Regions from separate parts of the Mus musculus genome. Here regions 1, 2, 4, 5, 6 and 7 are each linked to region 3. Evidence: chromatin contacts called from public ChIA-PET, HiChIP or PLAC-seq and promoter capture Hi-C data. All regions are on one chromosome and are shown on one strand. Each heading gives the region's core, a stretch centred on a gene start, on an enhancer-like site or on the middle of the called end of the contact. The rest is flanking DNA. Distances are from core to core; before and after follow the strand shown. Region 1 holds the start of Zfp354b (zinc finger protein 354B). Region 2 has its middle 17 kb from the start of Gm51894. Region 3 holds the start of Hnrnpab (heterogeneous nuclear ribonucleoprotein A/B). Region 4 holds the start of Zfp454 (zinc finger protein 454). Region 5 holds the start of Zfp354c (zinc finger protein 354C). Region 6 holds the start of Tcf7 (transcription factor 7, T cell specific). Region 7 holds the start of Grm6 (glutamate receptor, metabotropic 6).

Region 1 (3,267 bases), core at 576-3,075, 680 kb before region 3:
GGAACTTGGTATGGTGGACCAGACTAGCCCCAACCTCACAGAGATCTACCTGCCTCTGCCTCCCTGGTACTGGGATTAAAACCCTGCACCACCATGTCCAGCAAGATTCCTTACTCTGCGTTTTCACATGCATGCAGTGCCTGTAGGAAAAATAACTTACTATGGAGAGAATACAAACGATAATCTTTGCCTTAAAGACTTTCCGATCTAATCAGCACACAGGCATGTGTAGAAATCATTTCAACAATGTAAAAAAAAAAAAAAAAAAAAAAGCTGTGTAGCTGGTCTGGTAAGACCCACACACCATCTCCTGCTTCGGTCCTCACTCCAGAACAAGAATCCTACAAGGGGATGCTGTTATTTTTATTTTATTGGTAAGGGAACTGAGACACAGAAGTTAGACTTACTGATTTAAGGCCCACAGATGGTAACAGAGGGGGTAGGGTAAAAATCAACGGTCTTGAGCCTCCCACTGTGCTTTCTAATTTTCTGTCAAATATCCCAGGAAACCCTCTTCATGGCTTCTTGATAAGTCGTCTCCTTGCTCTCAGAGTGAGGCTCCTGACACTGTGTCCCCTGCAGTATGGCTTTCCCCTGTCCACGCAGCAGCTCACCTCGATGGGGGCAGCTCTATATTCCCGCTCCTCCAAATGGCAGGTCAAGAGTAGTTGTTTTCACAAGAATGGTACAATCCAAACCTAGGATCTACAGAGTATAGGAGGGGAACCACGGGATGGAGGAGCGCCGCAAGCATTCTTAAGGGCAAAAAGAAATAGATGGGCAATCCAGGTGAGGGCTGAGAAAAATAAACATGAGGGAAGCAGACCAGAAAGGACTTCCGCCAGCTGTGTCCCTAGTGATAACGGACATCTGCATGTCGCTGTCAATGTAGTAAGCACAACAGACCGGGATCAGCTAACAGCAACGCAATATACTGTGAGCGAGCGTGCAGTGTGCTTCCTAGACAACCAGCTCCTCCAAGAGCACCAAGTCCTGGTGAAGGGTCTACTGGGCGGAGAGCCTCAGTCTGGAAGGAAAACCAAAACCATATAAAATACTCCTGCCATGAACTGAGACGGCAATGCGCTCACCTGAGACTTCCCTTCCCTTTGCTCTGGAGCCATGCTCACTTTCTGGGCTTTTCTCAAAGATGGGTACAGTGTCCAAAAATGCGATCTGAGGGAAGAAGAAAGAAAGATTGCTTCGCACCCCTCAGAAGCCGCATCTCCGAATGCGTTCCACCAGCTGAGCCTGGCGCTTCTGCTTCCAGAACGGAAAGCGGGAGCTGGGGGCGGGCGGCAGAGAATTGACAGGTCACCACTCTTCTGGTCTCTAGATTTTCAGAAACAAGACTCAGGCGACACTGGACTCCATGTCACCGAGGAGACTCACTATGCCTCCGCGAGTCAGGCATCACCCTATGCTGTTCACCCCAGCTCAGTTGGCAGTGCCAACCCCCTTCAGATCAGAGTGCACTGAGGCCAGAGTGCAGCCACAGTGGGAACACAAACGTTTTTCACCCGTTTAGATCTGACCACGGGCCCACTCCACGTGCAGCCCACCCAACTGCTCTGCTGCTGTCAAGGGATCAATTTCCACATCCCCAGAGAAAACTCCAGAAAGGGGACCAGTGACTCATGGCGGCCCACGCTGAAGTCGCCACAGGCCTCCGTGTCCTCCAGCCTGGCCGCTCACCTCCCCCCTGCTCCCGCCACGCCTCATGAAGGCTCGCAGCTGCCACGCTTGGAGACTCAGACTGGGGAGCTAGATCAGGGCAGAGAATCGAGCCACAGACACCCGGCGGCCTGATAGATCTCACAGGGGGCGGGGCTGGAGGGGGGAATAATGAGGATAGCTGATGCAGAGGCCTCTGGGAAATGTAGTTTACCTCGGGACTCAAGGATTCTGGGATATAAAGTTGACCGCTTTGGTGCGCAGCTGCGGTGGAGAGCCCCCCCTCCCCAAACTCCCAAAAGGCCCCGGGTCACTAGCTCTGTGAAGTCTTAGATGTGGTATGCATTTTAATTCCATTTGTGTGGATGGGGTAAGGCCAGCCCACAGCGGCCAGAAACAGACTGGCAGTTACGTATTAACATCATGTTGTAAGCCTTTTGAAATAAATCAAAGAACAAAAGGGACCTCACTTGGTAAGCAGTGGTTTTTAGTAGGATAAAGTGTAGACAGTGAGCTGTGGAAATAATTATATATTGATTTAGACTCAGAGGGTGTTACAGGAAAATGCAAAAGAAAGGCTAGCTGAAACCTGGCACTCTGGGATTTAAAATAAAAATGAATGAATAAATGAATACATGAATGAATGAATGAATGAATGGAAAATGATAGATGAAGACGCCTGATATTAACCTCTGGTCTGAGTACAATGTACAACACACACACACACACACACACACACACACACACACACTCCAAAGCATAGAAAATATGATTGTGGAAGCCATAGTATGCCAGTGTGACACACAATACAGTACATCCCTCTGTCCACATATCTTCATTTGCAAATGTTTGTTGTAATGAGTCATTGATCTGGTTCAAGATCTCTGGCTTCTATGACACCATCAATATTGGACCCTCACTGAGACTCCTCCCAATTATCCTGTTGTCACCCTGTGTGTTAAAGATCCTGTAACAGCTTTGGATCGGCAGGACTGGCCCTTTCATGTGCCCCAACAATTCACACATGATACAGATTTTAGGAAGGGACAACCAGAGCCCTGGATCTGGGCCTGGGTGGCAGCTGAGTTGATGAGCTCAATGGCTGCCCCTTATCTGAATCACCAGGGTAAACTCTCCAGTACTGTTCAGCAAGGCCACCCAATGCCACAGTCAGCAGAAGGCAGAATCACCTCTCCTACTCCCATGCCTTTGGGTCAGCTCACCAGCACCTTTGTCATCAGGGCATCTTCACTGAGTTGCCCAGATGAGCTGTAGGGCCTGCTCTCCAGAGTGCTGCAGTCAGTGACAGGGCAGGACCGGCTCTCCTACTCTCATGCCCTCCAGGTGCTACCTCAGATGGTAAGGGACAGGGTGGGGGAGGGTACCACCACCCCTCCCCCGTCACCCAGGCCATTGCTGAGCCTTATCTCTTACAGGATAAGGTGTTCACAGGGGCCAGAGTTAAAAGGATACAATGAAAAAGGGAGGAACAGAGGCAAGGATACATATTGAATGGAATTGCAAGCAGTTCACATCAGATCTAAGAAACACAAAGTTACTCTTAATTACAAATAGAAACATTATTTAACAAGG
Region 2 (3,039 bases), core at 175-2,674, 730 kb after region 3:
AAGAGCGCCTGCCGTGCAGTGCTTTAGAAAGGCACCGTCTGCTCAGCTTTTTCTTTCTTATTTTATCTTACACGTTATTATTGTGTTAGGAAGCACGCCTACTATGGGGACATGTGCGGAGGTCAGAGGACAGCTCTGTGGAGTTGGTTCTCTCCTTCCACTTTTTATGATCTCGGGGACCAAACTTCAGTCACCAGACCTGGGCAGCAATCGCCTTTAGCCGCTGAGCCATCTTGCAGACCCCTGCTTCAGCATTATCATCTCTGAAATGGGCTAATGAAGATACCTCCCTCTGGGGATGCAGGGAGGATTGGATGAGATTGGGAGCCACTGCTTTGCTCAGTTCCTAAGGACTAAAAAATGGTGGCCTTTAACAAAAGCCTACCCATCCCCATCATGAGTGCGCCATCAGAATGAGAATGAGGAGCTGTTGGCAGCGAAAGTCCTCATTCTATAGTCACCTCCCACCAGGCAATTGAATCCTGCTCTGAGTGAGTTAGTTCCTGGCCCTGGTGTGGTCCAAAGCTGAGCTGCTCCTAGTCTGGCTTGTTGTGTGTCCTTGAGTAGTTGCTCTGCCTTTCTGAACCCCGGCGGCCTCATCCACTCTAGCATAACTGCCTGTGAAGAACAAATAAGATGGTGCATCTAAAACTATCAGGCGAGACCAGGAATCAGCCGGGAGCTACAATGGTTCAGGCTTTGGAATATCACTCTATAGGCTGTCTGCCGGCCACCACCCTTCAGACTGCCACTCACAGGTGCCCGTGAAGGCTGCCGAGAGGCAGTCCCCATCAGCCTGTCTCCTACACCCACACACTCTGTGTGGAGACCACAGGCGCCCAAAGGGTATGCTAGTCTCTGCTCTACCGCGTACCCTCTCCTGAAGGCAGGCATTTCAGAGATTCCAGTTTCACCAGGAAGCTCAGATCCAACAGGTCAGTTGGACAGGACCTGACTGCACACCCTGGAGACAGCCCGTGCTAGATGGGCCAAGCCTGTCCCTTGGGGCAGGACATCTAGCCTGGGCCTGTGAACTAAGGGATGGAGATAAATTTGCACTAGGGGCTTGCATCAACTTAATCCATTCCCACCCATGTAAGGAATTCTGGAGCCACTGAATGAGAAGCCTGGCCCTACCTGGGCCTAGTTATCCTCAAAGAAACGCTACCCAGCGTGAGTGGCGGTGGCCATGGCTCCGGCCCCTCAAAGCGGTGAGCAGACAGCCTTGCTGCTGAGTGTCCCCCTCCCCCGCCCTGCCCTGACTCATCCAGAAAGCACGTGGCCACAAGAGACTCTGTCCTTTGCCTTGGGTTTCTGCTCCCCACTCAAACAACCTTGTTTTCAAGTGAAAACCCACAGAGCGCTCTCCCCGGCTCTGATCCTCCAAACAAACAAAGGATGTTGGTCTGTGTTTTGGTTTGTTTTGAAGCTGCAGAAGAGAGAGGGAAATGGGTCACCTCAGGAACTCCAAGGGTGGTGGCTGAGGGGTGTGTGGTGGCCTTGGGGGGGGGGGTGGTGCCTAGCTCCAGAGCACTGTTTGGCAAGGTCACCCTGGGTGGGCCCTAATCCTCAGGGAATGACCCCCCCAGGATGCTCTGACCTGGGTGGGGGTCCTTATGGGGCTCCAGGATAGGACCACATGGGGAAGGCAGCCGGCTGGGGTCCTAGGCAAGACTCAGAGATCCTTTGCCAGGTGATCAAGCAAAGCTTGTCTTTCTCTGAAATTCAGTTTCCAGGCTACCAGGCTCAGCCCTGACCCCAGCTGCGGGAACCTGGGGCCACTGGGGACACACTGTCAGGCCTGAGGCCGGCTTCCTGCTTCTTTCCGATACTCTGCAGAGGCCCCCACAGTACCTAGGACCCAGGTTTTATGGCTGTGCCCTTTTGGGGTCTGTGGCTGTTCCTCCAAAGTGCTTTAACCTCTTCCCTTCTTGCCCATGTGGCAATCCGGATGGCAGCCAGCCCCTGAGGGATTTGTTTTTTGAGGCGAGGTCTCAAGGAACCAGGATTAGCCTGAATCTCACTGTGTAGCCAAAGATGAACTATACAGTCTGATCGTTCCGTTCCCACCTCCCAAGTGCTGGCAACACTGGCGTGGACCACCACACCCTGGTAAACAGCACTGGGGTTTGAACCCAGAGCTTTGTGCGTGTTAGGCAAACACTCTACCAACAGCTGCATCTCCAGCCATTTGTTAGTTTTACCATAGGTCTTACACGTAGCCCAGGGTGGCCTTGAACTCATGGGGATCCTCCTGCCTCAGCCTCCCCAGTATTAGTGTTAGGCATAAGTCTGCCCAATGGTTCATGCTCAGCTCAAGTCAGTGTTTTGGCGTGTGTGTGTGTGTGTGTGTGTGTGTGTGTGTGTGTGTGTGTGTCCTTAATTCTTATTGTGAAAGAGACATAGCTCGTTTGGGCAAGATACACAGCCTTGTTTTGCACATTATATAGAGAGGCTCCCAGGCCTCCCTGCTGAGTCCTTGGCCAGTTAAAGTAAAGCAGGCAGAAGCCTCCTGAGGACCCATTTCTCACTTTGGAGATGTCATAGTGAACTCTGGGTGCTGCCGTCAGAGAAGACATCTCATTGATGAGCAAAAGATAATATGGAGAGCCCAACCTGGGCCTTTTTGGGGGTTCCCCTGGCACTGGAAGGGCTGTGATGACACCATTTGCTTTCCCCCTGGCTGTCGTAGGTGTGTGGGCAGGTGCTTTGGGAGGAGGGGGCTCTGCAGCACATCCGCCCACCCCACTGATTCCACAGGAGCAGAATTGAAAACACCCCTGAGTGGACATCTTGGTAAAGCCACGAGTGAACAGCGAGTGGGGGCGTACACCTGTAATCCCAACACTTGGGAGGTAGAGGCAGAGGCAGGTGCTTCTCTGTGAGTTGGAGGCCAGCCTGGTCTACAGAGTGAGTCCCAGGACAGCTAGGACTACCCAGAGAAACACTGTTTCAAAAAACAAAAACAAAAACAAAAACAAAAGCAAAAAGTCACAAGTGGAGCCAACCAGGTGTCTATGGTGCACAGCTGTAATCCCA
Region 3 (3,008 bases), core at 332-2,831:
TAAGCTTTTTATAGTAGAATTGCAATCGCCCAGAATCACTCAATCTGTACTATCCCTCAAAACGACTCTAAGCTCACTCGTGGCAATCACCTCAACACTGCAATGCCTGAGTTCCTTAGGATTCAGAATCCTAGTAGATTGCTGTCAAATACCCAGCTTACCTTTTCCACACTAGAAGAATCTTTGAAGAGAATAAACCCAAACCCTCTTGATCGTCCAGTGTTGGGATCCATTTTTATTGTACAGTCAACAACCTCTCCAAACTTAGTAAAATAATCCTTTAAGTCTTTTTTGCTGGTATCCCAGCTCAGACCACCAACGAACATTTTTCTGCAAGTGAGAGACAAGACCACAAACCTTAGAAGCTGTAAAAGAATTCTGACACTTTTCCTGGCTGGGGAAGGGCTTATGGAGCCACAGTCCCATGGACCAGTCTGAGATGGTGCCCCCTTTCAAGTTAACCCTTGCGTCGCTCTGCAATCTCGACTCAACTGGAACTCACAGCTGAACGAGACTGTACAGCCACACACGGTACATACGGGACAAGAATGTGACCCATGACCCCTCACGAGTTTAAAATCAGCGTGCCCTGCACTCATGAATCTACTTGAGCTCACGGCCTCCCAAGTACCTGCCCCAAGGAACTCTGGGTTTCCCGGTGCCAAGACCGCCCCAGGGTTCAGGCTGGAACTCCGCCCCTCGACTCGCGGCAGGCTAGGCCCGGCCCGCTGCGCGCCAACTCCGCCTACGCAGCAGAGACGCAGCCCTCGCGGCCCGATTCGCGATCCGCCGCTTTTCCTCTTCCGGGGCCGCCCGCCCCGAGGCCCGAAGTAGCCCAAGCACCGCGCGAGCGGCCCAGATCGGCCTCACAGTCGACCCCGCAAACTCCTGCAAACTCCGAGGCGCGTAACCGCGCCCGGGCCAGGCGGCAAGCGCGCCAGGCAGGCACAGCTCCGCGGGCCGCCCGCCCCTCCCCCCGCCGCGTGGCGCCAACAAAAGACGGCCCCAGAACAAAGGCGGCGGCCCGCGGCCGCACCTACCCCGCGTCCTCCTCGTTCTTGCTGGCGTTGATCTGGTCGCCCTCCGCGCCGTTCTGGTTCCCGCTCGGTGCGGTCGTGGTCCCGCCCCCAGACCCGGCCGAGGCCGCGGGGGCCGCGGCAGCCGCGCTGGGCTCGACCGGGGCCTCGCCTTCGGGGGCGGCCTCGTGTCCGTTCTCGGTGGCGCCCGTCGTCTCCATGGGCTGCTCCTCAGCCGCGTCCGACATGGTCGGCCAGGCCGCAGCGGCTACTGCAACGAGCGGCGACAGCGCGTCAGGCCCCGCGGCGCTCCCCGAGCTCCCGCCCACCGCCCGCGGCCGGGCCGCTCACCTCGCCGCCGATGACGCCGCGAGGCCCTACTCGCCGCAGAAGGCGACGCGCGGGCTTGGCCGCGGTCACGCTCGCACCCCCGAGGGCTCGTCCGCAGCCACTGACTATCGCTCCGCTCGGCCGCCGCCGTACACTGCCGATAAAGAAGACCTTAACTCCGTCCCGCGCGGTGCCACCGCCTGACAATGCCAACTCGTGGAGCTCTTTATAATGCCGAAGCCGGGCACCACCTCGTAACAACGGATACTCTCATTGGGCAAAGCGAACCGCCACTCACCATTGTCCTAGCATCTTATTGGCTGCTTCTGCGCGCGCGCTCTAGATCCGGGCGGGCTTTGTCCTCATTTTAGAACGCGCGCGAGTCGGAGAACTGTCTACGGTTCCGGTCACCGGGCGAGCACGTCCAATGTCCCCAGCTGCCCGGGGTACACGGCAGTCTGTCATCCTATCCCTACATCCTATTCTACACTAGCAACCCCGGCCTCCCAAAAGAGGAGAATGAGCCGGAGGAAGTCCCCTAAATCCAAGGTCGCCCGGAGAAAGGAGCCTAATCTTGGAGTGCTCTAATCTACGGAGTGCTGCGGTCATCGGAGGCCTTCAGCACAGCCTGCTCCTAAACCTCGGCATCCTGAGATGCCAGGGCTCCTGCCCTCTTCAGTGAGCTAGCTGGGGCCATCCATGGAGGCCTGGCGCAGTGAACGTTGGACCGTAGTATTTCCAGTGTCTGCTTGACACCCATAGATACTTAATATCGCATTAGTGTTTAGCTTTGCCTTTAATTTTTATTTCTTTCCTTTGGTTCCGTTTTGTGTTTTTTGAGACCAAGTCTGGTATCCTCCGACTGGCCTTGAACTCTTGACCCTCCATTTTCACCCCCTCAGTGCTGGAATTATGTGCTGCACCACCACTGTGCCTAGCTTAATTTCACTGATTTTTAGATGATCCTAAATGGAAAAATTAAGAGTCTTTTCATGTAGCCCCAGGATATGATTACAGACATGTGTCACCCTGCCTAGTCTGACAACTTGCTTTTGGAAAAATAGCCCTGTTAAATGAGGTTATGGTAAAGAGGGGTAGTTTTCTTTTAAGCATTGACCATAAAACTTTAAAGGCCTGGGTTAGGCCATGATTCCTGTGTATGTGTGCATACGTTTGTGTTGAGTGTAAGTTCTATGCCCTGAGTGTGTAAATCAGACAAGGTATCAATCTTCACTTTCCATTTTGTTCTTTATAATTTTTTTTTCCTTTAAACAAACTAGCTGGCCCACAACTTCATTTTTAGACCTAGGCTGGTCTTGAAGTCACAGAAAACTGCCTGCCTGCCTTCTAAGTGCTGGAATTAAAGGTGTGAGTCATCCAATGGATGGATGGATATAGATAGATAGATAGATAGATAGAGATATATATAGATTTTTTTTTTTGAGACAGGGTTTCTCTGTATAGCCCTGGCTGTCCTGAAACTCACTTTGTAGACCAGGCTGGCCTCCAGGCAAATGGTCTCACAAGCTTTGGAGATTCTCTGTCTCCTCCCACATTGATGGAGTAAGCTGAAGTTAGATTTGTGCTCCCCTGTTCAGCTGTGGGCACTGGAGTCCTGAACTCAGGTCCTCATGCTTGTGCCCACGTGGCCCACTGAACCCT
Region 4 (3,051 bases), core at 196-2,695, 720 kb before region 3:
TTCACGGGAAACAGTTCAAATTTCTTCTTTAGATCCTATGTCAGTTCCTGCCTTTACCATTTTGGACCACCATCTTACTGGCTAACAGAAGTAGAAAGGTTTTCATTTTATACTAACCTAGAATCCTGCCCAGATGTGCCACTTTCATGCCTTACAGAAAGCTCTAAAGCTCACTAGGAGGAGATGTGTGGTGGGAGGGAGCAGCTGGGGTCTTTGGGGGTGGCTGGAAAGGAAGCTTCTGGTTAGAGCAATGAATGAAGTCAAGGACACAACTGGGGATACAGGGGGACAACACTGGACAGTGATGACTCACCTGGACCAGGGCCGGGAGCTGGCTGACAGCCATTCCTTTTCTCTGGTGAGCTGAGGAGCATTGAGTAGGAAGGAGGCAGGGGAGGAGCTTTACAATTGCTGGGGTTCTCTGGCTAGAAGCATCTGCACTCCTGTAATGAGAGGGCCGGGTCAAAGGTCACAGGGATGCGCCTCACCATTCACATCCTGGCTCACTTTGTTCTTTTGCTCCCAGTGCATACTCCCTCTGAAGGTAGCTGTCCTCACCCAATCTGTAAAGTGACTTCTCCCCATGCCAGCTCTCCTTCGCATCTTTCCTTTAGTCAGATCCTGCATGCCTTCCCGTTTGTGTGGCTTTGGCTTTCCCCTGCAGAAAGCTTGCCCGGCCCAGTCCTCAAACTCTACCCATTCTCTGTCCCTTCCCCTGCAGCTATGCTTTGGCGTCTTAAGACAGCCTTTCCTCCTGGGACAGCTCTATCCCAACTAGAGGGAAGGAGGAGGCAAAGAGGTGACTTTTTCCTGAAAGGGAAGGGGAGTTAAACCGGCCAGATCTCTCTCTCTCTCTCTCTCTCTCTCTCTCTCTCTCTCTCTCTCTCTCTCTCTGTGTGTGTGTGTGTGGGGGGGGGGCTGTTTCGTGTTTCGGATGGGACAGTGTAGGGAGCGGGTTTCCGGGAGAAGAAATCATTCACATAAGTCACCCTCCACAGTTTCGTCAAGTGCAGGGGCTGCAGTGAAGGTGTCCCTTTCTCAAGTTCCTCAGAGAGAACTTGGAGCCACGCCGGGAATATAACCAGCAGCTGTATGCAACTGTATTTGTGAGTTTGCAGCAAGATGAGCTAGAGGTCCTGACCAACCCTTCTCAACGTGCAATCAGGTTCGGATCCCTTAGCTCGACTACAAAACAGTTCTGCTGGTCCCTTCCATGTGTGGAATCAAATCTCAGTACATGCGCTTCAAAGTTAAGGACGTGGGATCCACGCCTTTCAAAACGGACCACAACCCACCCTTAGTCTACGTACCCTCTGTTCTCAACTCCCAGACCTGACCTTCAGTCTCTGGACACTGCAGATCACCGTGGGGCTTCCCTTAGAAGCTTGTCCACTGCAGAGCATAGCCTCGACAGAGTAGTCAGGACACAATGAGCTGGAGCCTGCTGCTTGACGCGGAGCCGCGCCTGCGCGTTTGTCCAGGAGCCGGGAAGCCTAATTCCCACAAATCTCTCTGCTGCAGCGCTTAGATTTTTGGACTCCTTTTCTCAGAGGGAGACCAGGAGCAAAAAGCGATAAAGCGCGCCTGCGCCTAGTCACTTTGTGGCCGAAACTACAATTCCCAGAAGGCTCTGCGGTGCACTAGCCTATCGCTGGGCAGACAAGTGGTCTAGTCTTGTGGAGACCAGCAGTGAAAAAAGGTCCAGGATGCTGTTATCAAGGTTACTAGACTCTAGGATCTGCAAGCAAAGCCAGAGAACATCCAGGAACGTCGTAATAGCGCCTAACGACAGAGAAAGGTCTTGAAAGACAGTCAGTACCAAGCTCTCAAAAATGCTACAGCCTCTGTTGGAGCTGGACTGGAGAGGCATGATAGACCTTGAGTGCAGTGAGGGTTTGGGTAGCAGGATTACCGGAGGGGGGTGCGGGGGGGGGGAAGGACGATGGCCCTGGAAGTCTCTGCAGAGTAAACAAGTGTCTCTGGGAGCACGGGATAGTATATAGAGAAGCTTGGATTTACTTCTGGTGACTGTATTTTGCTGGGGCCTGTGAGTATCGAGTAATGTACCAGAATCTTTCCCTGAAGATGTCTAGTTGCCTTTGGATATGTAGTAAGTATTCATGGAGGAACTTTCTTATTGGGAGAAAAGTGAAACAAATTCAATTAAAAAAATATGATTTGAGATTGACACTTCTGGGATTGCTGGCCACCCTTTAGGATACAATGTCAGTGGCTCTGTCCTGGGCTTTAAAGATGTCATTCTCTCACTTAGGGCACACACATATAGGTTAAGGCATAGAGCAGAGAGTGTTGAAACAGAGTGACTCCTGCACTGCAGTTTTTGTGTGACTAGGGAAGGTGGTCCATCAAACAGAAAATATTCATTAGGAGTGAATGAAAGGACAGGAATGCTGAGTTAGGGGTTTCAGAGTGAGAAGGGGCAGGGTGTTTGGGAGATTTTACTGTCCCAGGAAGAGCTCCCCACAAAGAATTTGGCTTAGGATATTTGATGCTTAGCAAGACCAGCATGTTCACCAGGAACAAGGAAAGAAAAAAGGGCTCAAGATGACATTGTGTGTGACTCTGAGGTTCTGACCCCATGGTAAAAATGTGGATTTATTTTGTGTGTGAAAGGAAAGCAATGGAAGTTCCAAGTGGACAGATGAACTTATCTGTGCAGACTATGGTCAGTTCTGGGCAGGACAGATTCAGGGTGAAAACTAGGGATGGTCGTAGGACAGTGACTTAGCATTTGTTGGCTTGCTTCCTAACAATCAAAACTCATCCAAAACAACAGCAAAATAAATTAAAAACCCAGACTATGGTGTAGTTGAGGGAGAGAAAGGACAGTAGACTTGGAGTTTTCTGCAACAGTCAGTGTGTGGCATACCCTCCCTCCAGTATACACCTCTTGTAAGGCTGGGATGATCGGTTTTGTGCATGGTGTAAGATTGTCTTTGTATTATTCAAATGGTGATTTCTGTACCAGCAGAGATATGAGTACAGCCCAGACATTGGAATTGTTAAGCCACACCTGTCTTAGTTGCTTTG
Region 5 (3,241 bases), core at 180-2,679, 780 kb before region 3:
CTGGAGTTTGCATACCCCTGTTAAATGCTAATTTTGCAAGGGAAAAAATTGGCAGGGGCAGAAAATGGAAACACATCCACATCTGAGTCAGAAAGCAATTTATGCAAAGACAAGCTTCACTTACTGTGCCTCGGGCAGCCAGCAAATCCACAGCCATTTCCCTTCTTAGTTTTTCTGCCAAAGGAGAGCCGAGTGCTGACCAAATATGCCTGGGAAGAAAAAAAAAAAAAAGGTGTAGTAAGGAATTCTGGTACAAAGGGAAGGCTTGGAGCCAGGAGGGTAAAGCCACCCACAAAGGGGTCTGGAGAAGTGGCTGTGTGATTAAAAGCACTTCCCTTGTTCGCAAAGAAGTTTGATTATCAGCACCCACATTGGGCTATCCACAGCTACTTGTAACTACAGGGGATCCAACATCCTCTCTGGCTTCCTTAGGTACTGTGTGCTCATGGGCACAGACACACAAACAGACACAAACATACACACATGAAAATAAATTAAGTTTTAAAACCCACCCATAATGGTACCAAATGACAGGAACACTGACAAAGCCAACCTGCCAAAACTACATCCCTTCTGTATATTAATCACTCTTCTTCTTTCTTACACTGATCCCTCCACACCCACCTACAGACCCTTTAGCACCTTGTACAAGATTCGTGGCAATGTCAAAAGGTTGGGCAGGACTGATTTAAAGTACAAAGGATAATGTGTCCAAGCTCTCTGCAAATGCTGTGTCTGTCTACCGCAAGAACTTAAGTGTTGGCTGTTTGGGAATTCCTGGAACCAGTCCTCTGTGCAGCAGAGGTGGGGCTGTGCTGTCGACGTGGCTGAGGTGGACAGCCAGGAGGTTCACAGCCTGCCCAAAGTGACAAGACAGCAAGCATCACAAATGGGAAGGAAATTCTGCTTTCAGTCTAAGGCTCCGATCAAGACTCAGAGAACTCTCGGGCCACAATGTGCCTTGGTTTCTTCTTCTGCACCATAGGCACAATGAAGGGCCAAGGGGCCTGTAACTTGCTATTAGATGCGCTAATTCATTAAGTTAGATTAGACTGCTAGGTATCGGCTGTTGATTTTATGATCTGCATAGCTAAGATGCTACAGAAGATGCACAGGCCTCTGGATCCGCAGTTTGGTCCCAGCCACGCTTCGTGGAGGGCCAAACCCGCAGAAAGATCCCCGAGCCTGAGGCCGCAGAGCAGTCGCCAGGCCGCGCCGGGCTCGCCGGGAAGCCCACCGCCCGCTACGCCCCGGTCGCCCCTCTTCACCCCACTCACGGACGCCGGCGCTCGCTCCCACCACTCTCAGCACGAGCAGTCTCGAGGATGTCGGCCCCAGACGCTCTCTCCTAGCACAGTCAGGATCACCTCCACCAGGAGCCCCCCAAAACGCCGCGAGCAGCCCCGCCACCGGGAGAAGCCCCAGAGAACTACTACTCCCGGCATGCCTGAGGTCTTTTCTGACTACACCTCCCAGAAGGCACCGGGGCCAGGCGCGTTCTGAAAGCTGAGTCGGGTCGTGTTGCACTGCAAATCCAGCAAGCCTGTCCCTGCTCTCTCAGTCAGTCCCTCAGACTTGTTTGCTAGGAGGGTGAAGTGATGTGACAGGACAAAAGTGGAATTTAGGGTTTAGGAGCGAGGTACCCATAGGTACCAGGCCAGCCTGACTGACTACATGTGGACAGCCAGGACTACATAGCGAGACTAAAACCAAAAAAAGTAAAACAAAACAAAACTCTAGGAGAACCCTAGCCCACATCACTAATCATTGTAGTTTATTTTTTTTACATTTTTTATTAGGTATTTAGCTCATTTACATTTCCAATGCTATACCAAAAGTCCCCCATACCCACCCACCCCCACTCCCCTACCCACCCACTCCCCCTTTTTGGCCCTGGCGTTCCCCCGTACTGGGGCATATAAAGTTTGCGTGTCCAATGGGCCTCTCTTTCCAGTGATGGCCAACTAGGCCATCTTTTGATACATATGCAGCTAGAGTCAAGAGCTCCGGGGTACTGGTTAGTTCATAATGTTGTTCCACATATAGGGTTGCAGATCCCTTTAGCTCCTTGGGTACTTTCTCTAGCTCCTCCATTGGGAGCCCTGTGATCCATCCATTATCTGACTGTGAGCATCCACTTCTGTGTTTGCTAGGCCCCGGCATAGTCTCACAAGAGACAGCTACATCTGGGTCCTTTCGATAAAATCTTGCTAGTATATGCAATGGTGTCAGCGTTTGGATGCTGATTATGGGGTGGATCCCTGGATATGGCAGTCTCTACATGGTCCATCCTTTCATCTCAGCTCCAAACTTTGTCTTTGTAACTCCTTCCATGGGTGTTTTGTTCCCAATTCTAAGGGGGGGCATAGTGTCCACGCCCCAACTGGTAAGAAGGACACATGCTCCACTATGTTCATAGCAGCCTTATTTATAATAGCCAGAAGCTGGAAAGAACCCAGATGCCCCTCAACAGAGGAATGGATACAGAAAATGTGGTACATCTACACAATGGAGTACTACTCAGCTATTAAAAAGAATGAATTTATGAAATTCCTAGCCAAATGGATGGACCTGGAGGGCATCATCCTGAGTGAGGTAACACATTCATAAAGGAACTCACACAATATGTACTCACTGATAAGTGGATATTAGCCCCAAACCTAGGATACCCAAGATATAAGATACAATTTGCTAAACACATTGTAGTTTATTTTTACTGTATACAATACACAGAAAACAATGTGACATGGGCCTTGATGTGCATCCCAGGATGGCTTCAGAAAGCAGGAGGATTAAAAAATAAAAGTAATTGATTGAATGCCTTTTGATTTTTTTTTTTTAAATCCAGCTAGCTGCTGAATCCTAAAATCAATTTCCATTTGGTTGGGACAGCAATGGACCTTCAGAGATCCTGCCTACCTCTAACCTCTAGGGTTTCGTTGTTTTGTTTTGTTTGTTTGTTTAAAAGAAAAACATAACCTTAACTCTCTCAAGTTTATATTTCTGATCTGGGAAGTCAGCCTAAAGAACAACAAAAACTCAGCAGTGAAGGTGTTTAAATAGCCCTTCATTGCTAAACCGAGGCTCTCTCAGAAGCCACAGTCTGTTGAGTGAAAAAAAAATCCCAGTTTCAGGTATGTGTTGCCTCTATCAGTATCACTGGCCATAGAGGCCCTCTTACCCTACAAAAGCAATTGTTTCTGGTTTTGTTGTTGTTTTTGTTTGTTTCCAGAACTAAATG
Region 6 (3,270 bases), core at 389-2,888, 680 kb after region 3:
ACACCCTAACTCCTGACTGAGGACACTCTGGAATCCCAGTAGTTTTCAGGAACCCCAGAACTTTTCAAAAGTCATATTTGGCTGCTACCCAGCTCAGAACCAGCCCTTCACACTTTGCTTGCCTTGAAGGGCCAAAGCCATGGCTCATGATGAATACAGCCGTGTCGCCAAGCCTGACACTGATTCACGTTGCTGACCCCTAACCAACACCCTGATCTGTCCTACATTTAGCAAACCTTTCCTTGTGTGTGCGAGAGCAGCCCAGCCCGCTCAAAACCTACACCATGTGGCATGGGTCCTCGGCAAGGACTTATACACGGCAGTCAGGACACAGTGGAACTGGGCAACGGAAAAGATTAGGTCTCTTACCCAGTCTTCTCACACCCGAGTTCCCTCGCTTCTCTGAAGGAAAAAAAAAAAAGCTAACCACAGAGCTCTAGCTCAGAGCATGCACATCACGCTAGGGAATGGCATGGGCTCAGCTCAAAAACGTTTTCAACCCCACCGTGGGCCAACACAGGCACCTGCTTGAGCAAGTTGGGAAGACAAAGGTCAAAAGCAAGTGAGAAAGACTGGAGCCGGGGCGCTCCTTCAGAGATCTCCTTTTGGGTCAGACTCCTCTGGATGTTAACTGGGCAAGAGCATCTAGGAATTGGGCAGAGAAGTCCTTTTTTGTCCAAGCATCACCTGTGTGGTCAAGTAGGTAGCCAGCCCCATTACAGGGCCTGACTGCTTCGGTCACTTACCAGCGGGGGTTGAGGCTGCGGATGCTGCCCTGCTCCGGAGGCCGGTGGGTAGGGCATGAGCAGATTGAAGGCAGAGTAGACAGTCTCTTTGTACATGCCACTGGCACACTCCGGGGCCTTCAGGCCTGGAAAAACCACAGCTGGGTCAGACACCAGCCCAGCCAGCTGCTCCTAAGGACTGAAGGCTGTCTGCTCCGGAGGGGGGTTAAAAAAAAAAAAAAAACCCTGCCAAGGGGTCCCCTTCAAGTTCGTGACTTGACAGGGAACAGCGACCTCCGAACGGGTGGAAATATCCGCAAAGGCAAGTTTTTGAGGAAAGACCCCCGAGTCCAGACCTCCACTTCGCGACCGGGACTTGACTCCCTACCCCACCCTCCTGCTTGGGAACCTTAGCCAAGGCTTGCTCCTCAAGGCAAAGGATTAGTCAGTCACCTGGGCTGGAGGGGAGGCGGAGATGGCGGGGGTCTGTTTACTCCTATAAAGGTCAGGGCACCGGAAGTGACTCCAGCTCAGCGGCGCCCGGGAAACCCGCCCCCCACACCCCCACCCCCGGTTCTAGCGCCTTCTTCCCCAGCCGCGCAAAAACTCACCGTCCTCTAGGGACTCTGGAAGTTTGTCCGGGAAAAGTCTCTGCGAAGTGTGCTCCCGTCCCAGGGCCTGCAGAGCGAAGCAGAGGGGCCATGAGGAGCGGAGGGAACAGGAGGGGCTCCAGAGATGGGACCCACGAGGACCGTGGCGCGGGGGGGCGGGTCCGCACGCTACCAACTCGGGACGAGGTCCTCCGGGGAGGAGCGGGCCGGGCTCACCTCGGGCGCTCCCTCGGCTTCTCCATGTACTCGGACGCCGGGACCCGGGACCCCGGCGCCTGCGGCCGCGCCTTCGGACTCATTCACCAGTGAGGACTTGAGCTCTGCCAGGTCCCGCTCCGGGCCCACAGCGCTGTCGCGATTCTTATCGTCCTGTTCCTCGCCTTCGTCTTGGAAGGCCAGCAGCTCGTCGGGCGCGCCGAGGTCGTCGCCTGCGCCCGCGCCGCCCCCGCCCGAGTCCAGCTGCGGCATGGTGCGCTGCGCCCGCCGGGGCGCCGGGTGCGGGGCGCGGAGCCGGCCGGGAAGGCGGCGAGCCCAGGGTGCGGGGCTCCGAGCCCGGAGCGCGGCGGGCGGAGCGCACGCTGACTCCGCCTGAGCGGCCAGTGGGCGCGGGGCGAGGGCGCGGGGCACAGCAGCTTTGGGAGCCGGCGGGTCGGAACATCAAAGGCACCGCGGGCAGCGAGCCGGGGGCGGGGCGGGCGCCGGGGCGGGGCCGCGGTGGGAGGGGCTAACGTCCCAGGCCCCGCCCTCCCCTCCCTGGAGAGACCGGGACAGGCCCACTGGGAATAATCTTAAAGGGCTCGCTCTCCAGCTATTCTCTAACCTGAAATCCATTACTAAACTCTGGAACTCCATTTCCTTAACTATCATACAGCCACAACTTGCGTCCAAGTTGCGGAGAAGGTGGTTCCTTAGACCGGTGGAACCTGTGGATGACTTGGAACCTTGGTGTGAACAGCGTCCTTTGCTCAATCTGGAGGCTTCTTACGTCCCCGGGATACTAGATGGACCCTGACACACACACACACACACACACACACACACACACACACACAAACACCTGCCCTTTTGATCATCCCTGTGCCGATTAGGGACCTTATTCCAGACAGCCTGCTTACATAGACACAAGCATTAGCGCCTCACACATTTATTGAGCTCCTGCCTGTTGTTGCATGTGCAAATCAAACACTATAAATATATGACATGTGGTGGCTCGAGGCGAGGAAGGATCGTGGCCACTCACGTGGTTTCTCCAGCCCGCTATGACTTTTTCAACTAAGTTCGACGCTTAGAACCTGCTGTCCAGGAACTGAGACTTCCGGCGGCCACATGGGTCACGAAATTCTCTCTTGGGGTCTTTAGGCAGCTGCTCAGTCTGGGAAGTTGCATCCGGAGCCCATTGACTCAGACGCTAGTTAAGGCCGCGTCTTCAGTGGCATCTCCTTGGCACCCAGCATCGAATTCACCACGACCGATCACTGTTTCTGTAAGACACTAGGCCCTTTGGATAGCCATGCAGTAAACTGAAGGTCGCACACCTCCGCCTCAAGAACGTTTCGGTGTTGGAGTCAATGTAGACCTCTTCCACCTCTTGGGAAAGCAGTTGAAACAACAGTGGGTAATTTGTGAAGGAGGACACTGGCCGCCTCTCCGACTCCCGGCCCCACAGGACCCCTGGCAGCGGCGCAAAGCCGGCCGGAAGACAGCCGCACCGCCCCTCCCGGTCCAGGCCCAGCCTGCCTGGCGGAGGATCAAAGAGACCAGGCCTTGCTTCTCAGCGCTCAGATCCTATCAGCGCCCTGCCAGCGGGGCTTCTGAGTCCTCCAGCTCCCAGCCGGGATGCCCGTTTCACCTCCTTCTCAGCGATGGGGGGCTTGGCCATTAATGCTGAGCTTGGCAATAGAGATGCGGTGCAGAACCCGCCCTTGGCACCTCTA
Region 7 (3,301 bases), core at 778-3,277, 760 kb before region 3:
CTGGTGTTTCACACCACTCTGAAATGCAAATCTAGTTGCTGACAAAGGCCAGCTGCAGAGCCTTAGGGCCATAGGGCAGCCAGTCATTTCCTGAGGTGTCTATTTGTCTGTCTGCAGATGGAGAGATTCTCTGCAAGGCTTTGGTGTGTTTGCTGCTGCTGAAGGTCTGTTCAGCATTGTTTCCAGCCTTACCAAGGCTTCTTGCATCTGTCCTTCAGATTCACTGTGCTGGCACACCCTGGCTGGCTCAGCTCCTATCATCTGCCACTTACGGGTTTGCTTCAGAGAAAGTTGGGGTGGCTTTTATGCAGCTGCATTAAAAAGAACTACTAAACTCTGATAAGATGGCTCAGCTGGTAAAAGTGCCTGCTGCCAAGACTCACAACCTGTGTTCAGTCCTCAGGACCAACATGGTGAAAGGTGATAGGTTATTTCTCTGCCGCTAGTGAAATGAGCCAAGTTGGGATATGTTAAAGGCAGGTTTATTGGGAAGCTGCTCTTAGGTGAGTTCACAGACCCGGAGGATTGAGGGCAGGGCAGTTGCCATGGGGGGAAGAGGGGAGGTGAGGGAGAATAGAAAGCGAGAAAGGGGGCACAGATGTCCCGACCCGCAGGACCCAGTTATTCAGGGGGTCTGAGGGAGACCTTGCCTGAAAGAGAAACGGGCGGGAAATAAGAGACAGACCAAGTAGATCCATCAAGGTCTGTTTATTGAGAGTAAGGTTACAGAATATAAGCGGCAAGGAGGAAGGAAGTAAAGAGGGAGAAACTTGCCCGTGCCTCAGCCCGCAGGCAGGGGTGGTTCTGCACAACTGCCCGGGAAGGTGCTATCTACTCTTAGCTCAGGGGACATTCTGTGTTTTTTCACAGAAAGTTTGCAGATACTATTATCTGCCCTTGATGTTGTGTCAGCTGTCATTTCAAAAGGTCGGAAGTCTCTCCTCCAGGAGGGAGCGGAACTTTGGCTTATGACTCAGTGTCAGTCCCCAACATCTCTCAAAAGGTCCGAAGTTTCTCACGAAGGAAGGGGAGCTTTGGCTTATGGCTCAATGCCGGTCTCCAACACAGAGAGAGAAGAGAAGGAACAGAAGGAAGAGAGAAAGAGACCAAAATGTCTGGATCACATAGGGAAGAACCTCTGGGAAAAAGGCAGCCCAGCCCCTGGGCTGGAAAGTTCAGGGTGGGAGGCAGGGTATGTCAGGTAGGGACTGGGGGATGCTGGGAGATCCCTGAAGTCAGGTCTGCTTTGATATGCAAACTATGCACCTTGTCCCGGTCCCAAACCAAAAGGGAGAGAACTAACTCTGGCGTGAGAGGGCATGTGCCGCATATCACACACACACACACACACACACACACACACACACACACACACACACACACACACAAAACCATGCACGCTCGCACACGATAGATAATACATACACCAATATCTGAAAAGAGAAAAGGTTCTAGTGGTCAGGACAGAGAATGAAAACGGCAGGAAGGCAAGAAAGTTTGAGAACGTAGGGGGTGGGGTAGGGAGACACTACGAGTGGAATAAGCCACGTTTGGAGAACGTCTAGGCAGATACAGAAATGCAGAACACAGAGAGACCGAGACCAGAGCAGCGTCAGACCGGCTGCAAGGCTCTTGTTAGGGGCTTTAGAAACACCTGTGTGCTCTCCCGGAAGCCTGGTGCAGTCAGAGAGGAAGCTTGCTTCCCAGACAGAGATGACACAGTTTCACAACCTGTCAGACCACCTTGCAGGAGAGACTGAACCCCAGCAACCAGAACCACTTGGCTATGCATGTCCTTTTCTGTTTAAACCTAAGTCTCTGAAGACCGACCAGGGGAGTCCCTGGACTTCTTTGTTCCTCTTCTCGGGGTGGCGGGACTGATTGTGTAAATCTCTTATCTCCAACTTTCACTCTTATCTGTCTCTTTAATCGGCATATTGAGGATGAGTGGCCAAGCTTATTGGTGTTGCTGGGTCAGACAATTTAAAGGCAGTCTAGGGGAGAAGCAGACCCAGGGAGTCAGAGAGGCAGAGAGAGAAGAGAGCCCTTCCTCCACTCTCAAGCTCTGGAGGGGGTCTCTGCCCTCACCCTCATCCCTCCCCAGAATCCTTAAATCCTCTAGACTGTAGCTCTGATTTTACAGCTGTCACAGACTCGTCCTACTAGCCAGAGGTTGGCTCAGGTAAGCACCACTGGGGAGGTAGCCTAGGGTGCGCTGGGGTGGGTCCAGAGGAAGAGCTGCCCAGAACTGTGGGGGAAGGAGCGGGACCGACCATCAACAGGGGGACTTTTCAGGGAGAATGAGAGCAATCCTCTGGAGGCCTGGGAGAGGCTGCTGAGTTGCTGGTGCGCGAGTCACCAACTTTTCCTGCGCTCTCGGTGTCCGGCCAGAATCCCGAAGTGGCAGCTGAGCACGGGGTGGCAGCTTCGTCCGCCGGCTCTCAAGGCGTCCCGGTAACTTCCTTTCCCGCAGTCCAGGAGCAGATGGGGCGGCTCCGAGTGCTGCTGCTGTGGCTAGCCTGGTGGCTGTCGCAGGCGGGCATAGCTCACGGTGCGGGCTCGGTGCGCCTGGCAGGCGGCCTGACGCTGGGCGGCCTCTTCCCGGTGCACGCCCGGGGCGCCGCAGGGCGTGCGTGCGGGACGCTGAAGAAGGAGCAGGGAGTGCACCGGCTGGAGGCGATGCTCTACGCGCTGGACCGCATCAACGCCGACCCGGAGCTCCTGCCCGGTGTGCGACTAGGCGCGCGGCTGCTCGACACCTGCTCGCGGGACACCTACGCTCTGGAGCAGGCGCTGAGCTTCGTGCAGGCGCTCATCCGAGGCCGCGGAGACGGCGAAGAGGCCAGCGTGCGCTGCCCTGGGGGCGTCCCCCCGCTGCGCGCCGCGCCTCCTGAACGCGTCGTGGCGGTGGTGGGCGCCTCAGCTAGCTCCGTGTCCATCATGGTCGCCAATGTCTTGCGCCTGTTTGCGGTGAGGGCGGGCGTCTGTCACCCGTCGTCCCTCCCAGGTGGTCGATACCTTTACTAACTTCTGGAAGAATCTGTTTCAATCTCTCCCAATCATCCAGATTAAAAAGGTTTTGTCCACAGAGGCAGATCAATTTTCCCAGCTTGGTTGGTCTGGCATCTTTGTGTGAAGGGTACCCCTTTCTCCAGAAGTCTGTGTCCTGACAAGGTTGGCTAAGGGCAGATTGAACCTAGACCCACTTGTCCACCCATTCAGGTTCTGCTGACACCTTGTTCAATCTTGCAAGGTGCTTCCTCTCGTGAGCACCTGTAGGTGACAAAGATATTTAGATTTC

Evidence for each region. Promoter capture Hi-C pulls out the DNA fragments that hold promoters and counts their contacts. ChIA-PET counts read pairs in DNA pulled down with a chosen protein or histone mark. HiChIP or PLAC-seq counts read pairs in DNA pulled down with a chosen protein or histone mark.
Region 1: a contact with region 3 is called in an H3K4me3 HiChIP or PLAC-seq map of forebrain, with 4 times the contacts expected there. The contact joins the promoter of Zfp354b here to the promoter of Hnrnpab in region 3. A contact is called at or near these places in 4 of 39 promoter capture datasets (the 3T3-L1 cell line, embryonic stem cells and hippocampal neurons), 1 of 484 Hi-C or Micro-C datasets (cortical neurons) and 4 of 115 datasets of contacts at active chromatin or transcription factors (astrocytes, embryonic forebrain, embryonic limb bud and 1 more).
Region 2: a contact with region 3 is called in an RNA polymerase II ChIA-PET map of effector CD8 T cells, with 20 read pairs. The contact joins the enhancer-like site here to the promoter of Hnrnpab in region 3. A contact is called at or near these places in 4 of 39 promoter capture datasets (liver, neutrophils and pre-B cells), 1 of 15 datasets of contacts at CTCF or cohesin (embryonic stem cells), 9 of 484 Hi-C or Micro-C datasets (B cells, CD4 T cells, CD8 T cells and 6 more) and 6 of 115 datasets of contacts at active chromatin or transcription factors (T-cell acute lymphoblastic leukemia, bone marrow-derived macrophages, effector CD8 T cells and 3 more).
Region 4: a contact with region 3 is called in a promoter capture Hi-C map of hippocampal neurons, with 2.9 times the contacts expected there. The contact joins the promoter of Zfp454 here to the promoter of Hnrnpab in region 3. A contact is called at or near these places in 2 of 39 promoter capture datasets (cranial neural crest and hippocampal neurons) and 1 of 115 datasets of contacts at active chromatin or transcription factors (astrocytes).
Region 5: a contact with region 3 is called in a promoter capture Hi-C map of pre-B cells, with 2.4 times the contacts expected there. The contact joins the promoter of Zfp354c here to the promoter of Hnrnpab in region 3. A contact is called at or near these places in 4 of 39 promoter capture datasets (embryonic stem cells, hippocampal neurons, pre-B cells and 1 more) and 1 of 115 datasets of contacts at active chromatin or transcription factors (memory CD8 T cells).
Region 6: a contact with region 3 is called in a promoter capture Hi-C map of neural stem cells. The contact joins the promoter of Tcf7 here to the promoter of Hnrnpab in region 3. A contact is called at or near these places in 2 of 39 promoter capture datasets (the C10 cell line and neural stem cells) and 4 of 115 datasets of contacts at active chromatin or transcription factors (T-cell acute lymphoblastic leukemia, double positive thymocytes, large pre-B cells and 1 more).
Region 7: a promoter capture Hi-C map of liver shows a contact between it and region 3, with 2.2 times the contacts expected there. The contact joins the promoter of Grm6 here to the promoter of Hnrnpab in region 3. A contact is called at or near these places in 3 of 39 promoter capture datasets (embryonic stem cells, hippocampal neurons and liver) and 1 of 115 datasets of contacts at active chromatin or transcription factors (memory CD8 T cells).

The regions. Positions count from the first base shown.
Region 1 is chr11:50,929,810-50,933,076 of GRCm38.p6, forward strand. It overlaps Zfp354b (zinc finger protein 354B), which reads right to left and starts at 1,826. Exons shown (of 5, transcript NM_013744.3): 1 at 1,696-1,826; 2 at 1,092-1,176. The coding sequence starts at 1,124.
Region 2 is chr11:52,339,892-52,342,930 of GRCm38.p6, forward strand. No RefSeq gene overlaps it. Among named protein-coding and RNA genes, the nearest start is that of Gm51894, 17 kb to the right of the region's middle. Within about 2 kb of position 1,425, at least 73 of the 459 cell types and tissues checked have an H3K27ac peak or open chromatin away from gene starts, as enhancers often do. A contact at or near this core is called in CD8 T cells, the N1E-115 cell line, T-cell acute lymphoblastic leukemia and 6 more, where this site is marked.
Region 3 is chr11:51,605,300-51,608,307 of GRCm38.p6, forward strand. Hnrnpab (heterogeneous nuclear ribonucleoprotein A/B) reads right to left here and starts at 1,582. Exons shown (of 8, transcript NM_001048061.1): 1 at 1,368-1,582; 2 at 1,041-1,287; 3 at 162-330. The coding sequence starts at 1,264.
Region 4 is chr11:50,886,056-50,889,106 of GRCm38.p6, forward strand. Zfp454 (zinc finger protein 454) reads right to left here and starts at 1,446. Exons shown (of 6, transcript NM_172794.3): 1 at 1,311-1,446; 2 at 314-443. The coding sequence starts at 346.
Region 5 is chr11:50,826,302-50,829,542 of GRCm38.p6, forward strand. It overlaps Zfp354c (zinc finger protein 354C), which reads right to left and starts at 1,430. Exons shown (of 5, transcript NM_013922.4): 1 at 1,278-1,430; 2 at 125-209. The coding sequence starts at 157. It also overlaps a transcript of Zfp879 not described here.
Region 6 is chr11:52,281,376-52,284,645 of GRCm38.p6, forward strand. It overlaps Tcf7 (transcription factor 7, T cell specific), which reads right to left and starts at 1,639. Exons shown (of 11, transcript NM_001313981.1): 1 at 1,553-1,639; 2 at 1,337-1,403; 3 at 747-871. The coding sequence starts at 842.
Region 7 is chr11:50,848,658-50,851,958 of GRCm38.p6, forward strand. Grm6 (glutamate receptor, metabotropic 6) reads left to right here and starts at 2,028. Exons shown (of 11, transcript NM_173372.2): 1 at 2,028-2,182; 2 at 2,474-2,970. The coding sequence starts at 2,485.